2 separate regions of the Dromaius novaehollandiae genome follow, and region 2 is linked to region 1. The links are chromatin contacts, called in public Hi-C maps. All regions are on one chromosome and are shown on one strand. Each heading gives the region's core, a stretch centred on a gene start, on an enhancer-like site or on the middle of the called end of the contact. The rest is flanking DNA. Distances are from core to core; before and after follow the strand shown.

Evidence for each region. A called contact is a pair of places that touch in the nucleus more often than the background predicts.
Region 2: a contact with region 1 is called in a Hi-C map of brain, with 2.7 times the contacts expected there. The contact joins two enhancer-like sites. A contact is called at or near these places in 2 of 4 Hi-C or Micro-C datasets (brain and ovary).

The regions. Positions count from the first base shown.
Region 1 is chr5:40,850,324-40,856,431 of bDroNov1.hap1, reverse strand. The region is part of intron 15 of RGS6 (regulator of G protein signaling 6); the gene reads right to left. Among named protein-coding and RNA genes, the nearest start is that of RGS6, 260 kb to the right of the region's middle. Within about 2 kb of position 1,816, at least 2 of the 2 cell types and tissues checked have open chromatin away from gene starts, as enhancers often do.
Region 2 is chr5:41,004,418-41,010,785 of bDroNov1.hap1, reverse strand. All of the region lies in intron 3 of DPF3 (double PHD fingers 3), which reads left to right. Among named protein-coding and RNA genes, the nearest start is that of DPF3, 120 kb to the left of the region's middle. Within about 2 kb of position 3,640, at least 1 of the 2 cell types and tissues checked has open chromatin away from gene starts, as enhancers often do.

The sequences.
Region 1 (6,108 bases), core at 567-3,066:
CTGACAGATATGTGGGGAAAAAATGAATGATAAAAAAATAATAACAAACACTAACTTGCACAAAGCACCTGGCAGACCTCAGGAAGTGTGTTGCCTATTAAGAAAAATTCTTTCTGGCAGAAAATCTTAGCTCTTTCCCCTGAAATGTGCATATGAGATGAATTTCCTATGAAATGTGCAGTGTTAAACAAATCCATTTCTAAACCCACTTGCACCTTACCCACTATGACATTTTGCGACAGGCCTGAGACATTTGGGGGTTTGTGAAGACCAAGTGCAATGGTCTCATGACCTGTGAACATCTGCAAAGTTTCCAGCAAGCCCTTAAATTTTAACTTGCTGATAGAAAGTTTCCCCTCTTTGTATCTAAACACAGTTGTAAGCTTTAGCTGTTGGGGGTGGGGGTGGGGGATAGGGGAAAATCTCGGATTCTTTGCTTGTTTCAAGTAAAGCTCTTCCCATTTAGCACACTTTTCAGCCTATTACAGGGGGGTTACAGAAAGACTAAGATACCTAAGATTCACTTCAGCTCCAAGGTCCCACCTTGCCCTTCCGAAACTGATCATAAACCTCCCCACTGTAGCTATCCCACTCCTGCCTTTTAGATTGCTTCGGGGCCTCCCTTGACCCTACCACTGAGACTTGGCATAAAACTAGTACGAGCGTATTTGCGAATCCCTCTGTATTGCGAGCATGCGAGCCCTAGCAGCTACCCTTCTAGCCAGCTGAAAGGGAGATTTGCAGAATGTCAGACAAATCTATTAGAAGAGAAGGCCACAAGCAATATAAAGCAGTAGATTAAATAACTAAATAAATAATGGCAAACCACAATGAATGCTAATGTTTGTTCTACCTGCACGCTGGGCACCAGGGACGAATTTACCGCACATTCACACGTGAGAGAGCAGAGCCTCAGTGAATGCCTTGTGGCCTTCACTAGGAGGATGATAACTGATGCCAGCTGGGGACCTGCCTGAGGTTGGCTTTTCAAAGGACTGTCTCCACTGCAAAAAGAGGGGATAGCAAGGAGGGAGATGCTTTTCTGAGCACACAGCATGGGATTGCTGCACCTTCCCAAGAGACTTGGCAGCTGTCTAATGCCCCTCTGCCAGCACCTCTGCTCTGCATGGACACCTCTGCGGCAGAGGTGGCAAGGTTAATCCCTGAGCCCCAGCGCCAGAAAGCACACGTACCGCAGGCAGCGAAAAGCGCTACCCAGCGGCTATTCTTACCGTATCGTATTGGCTGCACCGTACTTCTCCCAGCCCACCGGCAGGTATCCTGCCTGACCAGCAGGACACCATAGCACGACACCACCAGGATCCTCCTAAATGTCTATGCCAAAGAAAAGAAAGCAAACCTACTCCTCAGGAACAGAGCTAGTTACCTGTGCCACTGCTGAGTGCAACGGGCTTTAGGAGCACTAGTTATCAATTGCCATTCGGTCTAACTGACTGTGCTGAAACGTGCTCCAGACAAGGCAGGAAAAATGCCACACTGGCCCTGGAAGCAGAAATAGCCGGTAGCAGATACAGTCGAGATAACGCATGCAGCACACAGTAGAAGAAAAGACCTTCAAACTTGTCCCAACTGAATCTAAGTGTGTGTGTGCGTGTGTGCATGCATGTGTGTGTATGCGAAACATGGGGGTTTTATTCCAATCCCCCTTAACGTCTCCAAATCCTCACTAAGAACTCCTCTGCATCTGCTTATTCTAGTCTCTGCATTTAGCATTTTACTCTTCTCAGCAATGCTGTATTGCCATTTTTGAGCAGTCCGAATGCATTAACCTGTAAGGGACCCTGTTTCTCAAGCCTCACTGGTGCCTAGCAGTACTGCCACCTAGCATGGCTAGCAGTAAATGAGTGCTCTTGTTGCTGCTGGAGTGCAAGACTTCCTGTGATTTATAGTTTAGAAAAGAAATGTTGCAGGTTGCTAAATGACACATAAGGGTCTTGGCCTGAGTGTGAATTGCTCTGGAAAATTTGAGCTATATCTTTTTGGCCACTCTTATGTTATTTAAGTGACACAATAATTTACACCCATACTTTTAGCTGGTGCATTTTCTTCACACTCAACCAAGTTGTTTTTATTACCAAGGAAAAAAACGATGAATAATTATACTGTAATATAGACCAACCTCCTTGCTAAACTAAAAAGCATAAAACCTCTTTTTAGACCACAAATGAAATTACACTGGGCTGAAGGCACAGTAATGTAAGAAGGAGCTTTAGCAGAAGAAATAACTGTAAGCAATGAGAGCTCATTTTGAGTAATACACAGAAATCCTTTGTTTAGCCCTGTAGATACATAGTTGGAAACACAATGTAAATCTTTTGCGTGAAAGTGCATTGATAAAAGTAACACATAAATTTAGCTTTGGCTCCCCTGTAAATCGATGAGACAACTGGTTTACTTCACACCTTCAACCACAGAAACGGGCACGCAGAGCTGCTGGGGGGCCAGGGGCAGACGCAGTGTGGCAGCCGACAGAGGCGAAGAGCTCGAGCAGCACAGTTAAGGGGTCAGCTTGGTACTGCAGGAGGATTTAGTCCTAAATATAGCAAGGGCTATCCTGGGAGACAGGAGTGGGCTGTCGGGAGTCCAATGCCATATGAGCAGCTTTAGGTTTTGAGAACAATGATTGTGGCTAACAGGCTGATTCTCTCAATATGGGCCAAATCCTTGCTGCTGGCAAAAAGCCCAAGTGAACAGGTTTTGCCTGGGAGGAGGAGAGAAACTTGTGTAGGATTTGGAAGCCTTGAATCCCTTTTCCAAACAGGATAAAATTCTAGGAGATGCAGCAATGAAGATGGCCCTCTGTGCTCCTATACATGCTGAGGTGTAGCCATAAGATGGAAATTATTCAACTTTTTGGCCAAAACCATTTGCAAGGCCATCTGCAGCTTCCTCCTTCCATTTCCTATGGTGAAAACCCTGCCAAAAAGCTGGGCTCTGCCATGGATGGGAAAACAGAGAAACCCCCACCTCGCAGAAATGAAATTCCGTAGCACTGGGACATTCTCTGTCCCATGGGAGATGGTCACAGATCAGGATTCAGCCTTACAGAAGCAACTCGCAATAGAAAGCAGCATATGACTTCTCAGTAATGGTGGCTATGCTGAGATACGTATGATCAGACCTTCTTGGATGCCTACATGGAGAATATATGCTGGATATATAAACAGAGCTGCAGACTTCCAAATCTCATAAACGTTTTGGCTGTAGGATATCTACTGGCATATTGTCTTGTATGTGCCTTTAAGTGACTGAGCTCAAGCCCTGGAGTCCACGGAGTCCTGGGTTCTCAGGTGTAAAGCGGCTTATTTGCAAGCCTCTTTCTCTCACTACTTGGGAGAAACAAAATAGCGTCAGCTACTACCTGACTCTCACATGAACAAGAAATACTCTTGCTCAGGATTTGAGATACAGCTACTTTTTGCATCCAAGTAGCACAATGCACAGTACTGGCATGAACGTCCCAGAGAACCAGAGCCTGAGTGCTGAATTCAATATTTAAGCAAACTAGAGACTTTTTGGAGTTTGGAAGTGTTTGGCACATGAGACACTGCTACTGTTCCTGCATGGTCCTACCCAGCCTGGCATGATCTATATACCAAGGAACAGGTAGACTCTTCCGCTGTGTGAATATGTTGACCGTTCTTGTCACATCATTTTCATGATCTTTCATCCGGAGAGATCTTCTGTCACTGTATGTGCAAGGTGAGAGCTCACTCATGGCTTTTTCCTAGCCCTTTCTCTGCCTGTGTAGTACAGAGAGAAGTTAGCGTAGAGAGCAGTTCGATCCCCAATGCCTTAATAGACAGAAAAGCAACAGCTAGACAAAAGCTGGATGTTAGATATTTGTCATAAAACATGACCACCACAACTTAAAATGAAAGGCACTGGATAAAAGAAGTACTTTATGATTTGTGGTGTGTATAAACTTTAAAAAAAAATCTGAGGAAAGAAGTAACACTAAGTATCTGCTACTACGTAGACCTCTGCTTCAAGGCGTTTACTTTCTGCTCTGTGCAGTAACACGTATACTAGCATAACCTTTCATATGTCCACTTTCCTATTTTTGTTACATCCACCTAATTGCTCTGCTGGGTATACTTAGGGGCTCTAGTATTTAGATCCTGTTTGGTTGTAGGTTGCTTTGTGAAACCCAGAAGGGAAGGAACTTGCCTTTTTTTTTTTTTAATGTATGTGTAACGGATACACAGGAACTGGTGAAGGTTGCTTCTACAGTCACAAAACCCCACATACAGGGAGGGCAACTGGAGTGCAGCGTAAGGAAAAACTTTCCTTTCCAGCCCCACAGCACCAAAGACAAAGGAGGAGAACAGAATAATGTCCAAGTCCTTCTGTAGTCACTGACCTCCCCCACAGGAAGGTTCAGGCTGTCGAAAGACTTCAGGTGGCCCCGTCACCATTCGTGTATACAAACATCTACAGAGGCTCTGACTTTTAAATACACAAGAAGAGGGGTGGAACTAGGCTATATATTACCTGTTATTCAGAGTTCTCTGTGCACTTGCAGCAAGTCCAACTTAATGTGAATTGCAGGTCTAACACACCTGGGGGCAACCCAATGCATGCTGTCTGCTGGGGCCTCATCCAAACCCAGCACTAATGGCCTGGGCACAGAGGAAGGCAAAGGACAAATTGAGGCAACAAAGTGGTCTGCTGTGAAGATTAGAGGACTAGTGCGTGGTAACACAACCCAATGGAGATGCACGTTACTGGGATATATAAGTTAGCACAGTGCAAAGATACTAGATCAAGGGTGCACACACCACAGCCAACCGACCCTGTCCTGCTGTCAGGGTGCCACTTGGTGAGGAGCTTTGGGCTGACTCAGCTGCAACATTTTCAAATCCATGTAATGCAAGTGCTAGGTCTCTGAGCACTGCTGGCTCAGGTGGAGGCAAGCAGTGCTTCGAGGAACTCCTGGGCCTGTCTCACGCTTTCTTACTGTGTCTGTCCCACCAAAGAGAACTGTTATGTGCTGCCTCAGTTTCCCCATCCTTATTCACCTTCCTTTATAGATGTGCATGTAAGTGGTGTGACTGGTTGAAGGGGAGTAAAAAGGTTTAAGAAAGTAGCAATAAAGTTTCTTTAGTTTCTTACATGAAAGGTGATACAGGCCTACAATGAATGATTATTTTCATGTTTTCCTTCCATGCTGTGATTTTGCTCCAGACCTACAAAAGGAGTTCTGTATGCTCACTCAATAGCTACCATGCATACACTGCTCTATAAGCTTGCTTTCACATCCTGTGCCTGCTTGAAAAAACAAAGTCAGTGGGAAAAAGGGTATCCCTTCTATTCCTTTCTTGGTAGAAAGACATTCCACTTCCAGGAGATCCTAGCTTATGCCAGCAGATCGCTTTTGAATTCAATAGGATCCTGTCACTATTGTGTCAACACTCACAGCTCCTTTATGGGACCAGAATGAAAACTGAACAAACCAAACCAAGGCTTGGGGTAGCTGAAAGTGTGACTTGGGCCCAAATCTGGGCCAGGTGCATTTCTAGTTTGATCAGCTCCGAGTTTGGCATTACGGTCTAAATCTTCTCTGGAATTAGCCAAGGATATGCACAGTATCATTAAAATCCCTAACTGAGCTGGGATTAGAACTGAATTCCCCTGATTCATCTTCACAGAAAACAATAGCTGATTAGTTCCGGTAAGGGAAAGTCAATCCAAAACTCTGTTTTACTTGTTAAAGCAGAAAAATAAACAAAGTAACAATAAAAAAACTCCACTAAACAAACAGAAAAGTAATTGCGAGAACAACTATGTGGCTCACCTTATTCTAGTATTCCTGGCTCTGAACCCTGGCAGTAAATGTCCCTACAACCAAGCATTAATATCAGGAAACACGATGCATTCTTGTGATAGCTGTTTACAATGCCAAGGCCTGTGGGACTGAGAAAGGCATTAAAGACTTTCTGAAAGCAGAAAAACATTACAGAGCAGGGAAGGAGATACCCAAAGGAGGGAAAAAACTGTTAAAAACCTCATAATGTGTCATATAGATAAACCACAACTGTCATATTCACAACTTGGTTACCTATTAAAGATGGGGTTCCCCTATTA
Region 2 (6,368 bases), core at 2,391-4,890, 150 kb before region 1:
AGCTTTCTTTTAATATCTGGATGGGCAAAATAAAAATATTAACCTCTCTCTGCTAAAGATGATGCTCCTAATACATCTGAACTCTCAGCAAGTGCTACGGATGGAACCAGAGTGCATCCAACTTTTTTGTTTTGCCTTTCAATTCTGAATCTTAATTAGTTCCCTACTGCTTTAGTACATGCACAACATTTTAATAGTCATAAGGACTTACTCCATTCCACGTTGCCATTTCCACAATTCGCTCTTTCATACTAGTAGCAATTCCCCCACCCCCCACCCCCTGGTTTAGGAATAGTGTAAAGGAAACTAAATAGCCAAGCGTGTAGCTGTAGATTGATGAGGTTGTCACACCATTCTCTTCACCGTTTTCTTCCAACCTGCACTGTGTTCTAATAGATGGATGATTGCTGGGGGAGGGAGAGAGTTAGCAAATCCCACAGCCAGATGTTCAGGGCTGGACAGAGCGACCTTCTCCAGGAACCCAGAGGAGTAGAACTGTGTCCTTCTGAGGAAGAAGGACACTCAGGTGCCTCTGGCTGCCTGTGTTTATCTCTTTTTAAAAGGAGCACAAATGGGCTCAGTATGGCTGCGAGGATGGATGTTTCTCTGTGCATTGGGGGAAATGACCAGTCATCCGTCTCTTCACTGTGGAGTCTGCCTGCAGCCATCAATCTTGTAGCCCAGCACGGCAGCTCCTTTGGCTTAGTTTGGCTCCACTTTAGATGAACAAAGGAAAATGAAAGCTGAGCAGGGAGAAGGGAAAGAAGAGCAAATATCCTCTATTTATTTCACTTTCTTTCCCCCTTGCGTGGCTAGCTCTCTCTCTCCCCCATTATCATCTATTTTCACAATATTTTGTAAGGTGAGGAGAAGGCCCAGAATATACATTTTTAGAATGTAGGAGTTTACAGTGTTTCTCTTTTTGCAGAGGAGAGAGGAGAGCGATATTGAAAGGGCATAATTCAAGGCCCAGAGCTTCCACATTTCTTGCTTTTCCGTGGCAGTTTTCAAAACAAGCCTGCCATAGTTTAGCTGCAGTTGGCAAGGAGAAGGAATATAATACCTTGCCGCCATATTGCTATTTTTCTACCCTGTTCTTCCTTGATTCCTTCCTCAATGCCCCTGCAGTGTTTTCAGGTATGTACTTCATGTCTTCATTCCTGTTCTGCTGTAGAAGCAGTAAGTAGAGCCAAATGATGAGGCCATCTGGAGGGAGGTATATACTGATGTCCAGAGCTGTGATAGCAGCCCTTGTGAGAAAAACACAAGCTCACTTGAATCAAGCCTGCTTGATACAACCACGCTGGGACTGTACAGACTTTGCACAAACTACCTGAGGTCATCTAGCAACCTTGGTTCATACTGTGACTGGAGGTCAGGCCAGTATCTTCCTTGCACTTGGTATGCAGTCCATCAGAATCAACAACGTTCAGACATTATAAACTTAGCACACTGAATGAGCTGGGCTGCTTTTGCCTGAAATCCTCTGATTTGGTGTACTTGAGTCAGGCTGGAAGGAAAAGAGGTGTGTGAATTCACTGCCTGTGCTGGACTACCAGAACTAGGGTCTGCTGTGTTCCAGGGTGAGTTGTAATGTGATTGCTTATTCTGTTTTCGCCTAAAAAGCCTCTGGATGTTGTTCTGGAACGTTTGGCTTATTTTCTAGAAGGGTGATTTAGAGATAGCATTGTTGAATTTAAGCCCGGTAGCACTGCCCAGTGTGGTGTTTGACTGACATATTTAATAAATGTGTGATTACATTTACTTTTTAATTTTCCTGGCTGACCTCAATGATCCAAGCATCAGGTCTGAAGGAGTCAGGCTCCCCAGCAGAACTGTGGTAGGAGGTTTCTCTTCCCCACTTTTTCCTGTAGACAAGAATTCAGATCTCCCAGGCATTCACAGGGCCATGTAATGGAGCTTATTAGGAGTTTCAAGGTGCAACTGAGCACTGAAACAAAACAAGGGAACTCTGTAAAAGCAGATATTGTACACAGAGATGTGTCTGAGGAGTCTTTATCTTCCTTCAACCCAAATGTACCATCTGGAGTGAATTGGCTTATGCCAAGATGGGCAAAATTTATGCCTTCGTGGGTTTAAAGGGCTGCTTTGCCGTTTGTGCTGAGGTTTTGTGTCTTCATCCTAAACCTAAAGCATAAACCCTCAAGGAAACATTTGTTTTGTTAAAACCAGTCTTTCTCCTCCCCCACACTCTGCCTGTGCAGATTTTACAAGGTGGACATGACACCTTCCTGAGTGGGGATATGCAGGGAGATCTCGGAGAGTCTTTCTTTCATGTTTTCTTTACAAAATAGATTGCATGGTTTTGCAGTCTGCGTATTTAATTGTACAGCTTTAGAATGAATGGTCATATTCTCTGCTGCTACCCATTTCACCTCCCTGCAAATTTTGAAAAAGATAAATCTTGCTCACGTTGTTGTGAGACAGCCCAGATGGCACATTTGTGTCTGAGGATGCCCTCTGGCTGGCCTTTTGGTGGCCATTCCAGTGGCTTTGAAGGTCACCTTGTTTACACCTTGCCTTTTCCCCCCTCCCTATTCAGAGTCTTGCTGAGCCTGCAGGCTGGGCTTCACCATCTGCATTTTCTCTGGTGCCATTAATCTTCCTGTTTACCATTCTCTTATTAATTCTAGAGTTCACCTTTTTGTCTAAACATTTTATAGGCCTCTTGGAATTTCTTGCCTTTTTGTGGCAACAGATCTGAGCATTTCAGCAGATGATTTGCTTTGTTCTTTCCCATTTCTGAAAGGATACCTACTAGCATCTCTTGCCATGTTTCTGTTAGAAGCTTTCCTTCTTATAATAACATTTTTCAACAATATAGCTTCTTCTGTCAGATGCATCTTACCAGTATGAGTAAATGTTATCCTCACTCCTTGGAATTTGCGAATTGGCCTCTGAAATCTGACATTTGTGAAAATCGTCTCACGTTTTCAGTGTTTTTCTTGGCTAGAAAAAAATGTTTTTAAACCTGGCTATGCAAGAACATGTAAGAACACCTTGCATTTGGTGCATTTTATTTGAAGATCTGAATGCCTGTGAATATTAAATGAACCTTACCAAGCCCTAGAGGATAGATGAAGACTATCTTCATTTGACAGACGATGAAAACACACAGAGGGTACCTTTGTTAGAGTTTGGCCCACGATCACATAGTGAAACTGTAGTGATGCCAAGGGCAGAGTCCAGGATGATTGCTTCTCATCCCTTGTTAAAATCGCCAGTCACTTTGCTGTGGCCTTTCTGTTCTTCAGTGGTTTATGCAGGTTTGGTATTTACCGAGCCGTGGGTGCTGAACCAGCTCTGCTTGACATAGCTGACCTGTGACTTGTTCAGACTCAGTGCCATGCAAATGTGGCTATCCTGCTTCTCAGGCCTGCATGAGTTTCAGAGCACTACACTCCTTGAAGTGGGAGCTTTGCAGAGAGAGATGCAGGATCAGGTCCAGGACACCTGGAATCTGGCTGAGCAGTGCTGCATCCATGCTGATGCCTTCAGAGCTGACTGGGTGTCTCTGCCTGCTCCCAGTGCTTTAGGTTTCAGAAGGGCCTCATTAGCTGAGTGCAGCATCATGTGAACATATGGAGCCAGCTCGAGCTGAGTACTGCACTCAAGCAAATAACCCCCCTGAAATATGAAGCATGAGAAAGCGCAGTGCAGGCTCCCAACGATCTTCGCGGGATTCAGATTGGCTCTGGCAGGTTTATCAGCTCTGGCTTAGTGCTGGCTCTGCCAGGCCCAGCCTGAATTAATTTGGATGCTTGTGTACTGCAGTTCAAAGATAATTGCATTATGCAGATTTTTCTGTTACTAGAGGTATCGTATCCCCTGCACTGCCTTGGATGTGGGAGAGGAAAAGCTATGCAAAATCTCCCAGAATTTGTGGCAGGGTTATAGCATGGCTGGTTTTACACATGATTCAGTGCTGTCACATTCGGAAACAGTGCAGCTGATTGCAGTGGAGGTCCACTCCCTGCTACTGTTTGTGGATTGTGCCCGGTGTGGGGGTGACTGGTGTTTGCTGATAGTTGTCTTGTTGCCAGACAATAATCAGGTTCTGGTTCTTCTGATGGGTCAGTAGGCCTGTGTGACTGTGTGTATATCTGTATGACCACTTGCAGATAGGTTGAGCAAGTTCTTCTCTTACTCCAAACAGGCTGGAAGCATGTTAGGGTGATGCAAAGCCCAAAGGAATAGACTTTCTACTCAGGAACTTTTTCTAAATTGTAGCAGCTACCCAGTCTCTGTCCCTTGGTAGTGTCTGCAGTGGTTGTGTGACCTGATGGTGCAGAAGGCCTCTTTGCAGTGTGAGCCTATCTAGAACACAAATGCAAGAGCGACCATGAACATGAACGAGTGCTAGAATAATGTTATTGAAGGGAAATATTCCTTTATGATTTGAGCCCTGAGGGTAGTTATATGATCCAGCATTTAGCCTGATACTGTAATTTGACAGTCTTTGAGAAGCAGGTGCAGTATATTATATGTGACAATGATTTATATCTGTGCTGAGAAATAAATCTGTAAAGAACTTGTAAGAGACAACCAACAGGAGGGCTGTTTTTTTATTGTGAGATTTTATAGAGGCATTCTAGTCTGCCAAAGAAATACAGCTGCTTGTAAAGTCCACATTTTGATCATGGGCTAAACTAAACAATGCTTAACCTTATATCGGAGAACCTCTGCTGTGTTCAGCAGCCTTATTTCTCCCTCCTGTCGTGTTGTAGCCTTCTGGGAAGTATTTTAGGTAGGTGCTGGTAGAATCTTTCCATTGGATTCTGGTCTTAAAATTAAGAGTTGTCCTGAGATTTTCCTGCATTTTATGCCCACGTTGCAGAGTGAAAGTGTACAGTTCCCCAGTATCCACGGATCGTTGCTTCCTCTTTCTTTCTCTGTCTGCACCCTTTTTCCCCCTGCCTTGCCCACCCCCCACTCCTTCTGCCTTACCGTGAGGCTAGCAGCTTTGCAGGAAAAGGTGGTAGGAAGACATGAGGATTTTTCACTCTTTCAGCGCAAATCTCAGTACACTGGGGCATATCTCAGTAGGCTCTAAAACTTGCAGTGAGTATTTAGTAAGATCCATTTCAGACCTTTATAGGATCCAGTGGCTTTAGTCTGCTGCACTTTGTGGGCGCAGAGCAGAGCAGTGCTCTGCCCGCTGAAGAGGAGTTTTCGCTTAGTGGAGAACGGTCTTCCAAACTGTTCTCTCCACACAAGGTGATTTGTTTCTGAGGAAACAAATTGCCTCTTTCTTTCAAGTAGGCTTAGTTCTAAAACAGGTTTATCATTCTCTTTGGCTTGATTTGTGTTCACATCATGGCCCTGTTTACCTTGAGACCTTGAGATTATATACCATTATTAAGATTACCTTGCAATAGTATACATGAGGTTTGAGGATGGAATTGGAGGAGGAGACAAAGGGTTACTGGAGCAACCTTTCAATCTCCAGTAGAGCCATGGCTTTATTGCATCTGACTTGGATTAAAAATGAAGTGCATTTGATGCTCGCTAGTCGCTTGGGGCATTTGTTTGGCTTTATGGACCCATTGTGTGAGTCTGTGTTAGCAGTAGTCTAGTCCCACGGGAGGCCCAGGGCTTGGGTGGCAGGAGGTTCTGTGCATCAGGGTTGGAAAGAATTATAAATGTAGAACTGGCACTGAAGAGATTACTACAGATGGGTGCTGAATTGTGGTAATGCGGGGAGGACAGGCTGGGATAGCAGGGACTGTGGAAGGTCAGGGTTAGAGCATAACGGCAATGACATGGGCATCTGCTCCTGGGGTAACAGGAGAAGCTGCAGTGAAAGAAGGGTTTTGGAGATCCAGATCTTCAAGAGGAGTGAAGATCAGTACTGCGCTGTGCTGGCAGAGGCATGTTTAGGAAAAAACCATGCAGTACCCTACCTTTAGCATACCTGGTTCTGGTCACTGCTGTGAGCACATCCTTTCCAAGAACAATAGCAAATTTCTATACTGGCCATGAATGTAGCAAGCAAGCAAGCTGAGGAGAGTCTGGTTTTGCACACACAGAAAAGCTACAAAATCCAGCTATTCAACATAAAGCATTGTCTACTCTTTCTTTCTTAAGGGATTCTGTCCCCCCTGCCCCCACCCTTTGCACTCTAACGCTATATTTGTGCCTTGGAGATGTGGAGATGAGCGTATGATGGATGGATGGATGCTGCTTGTCTGGGTTTTTCACCACCATTTCCCCTGGGGCACTCTGTCTGCTGGCAGAGAGCACCATCCCAAAAGATGGTATCTTTTGCAAACTCGACAGCTAACAGACAGCTTCTCTCTCTGCATATTTCCCCAAAGAAGAGCAGGCTTAATCTGGTTTTTATATGG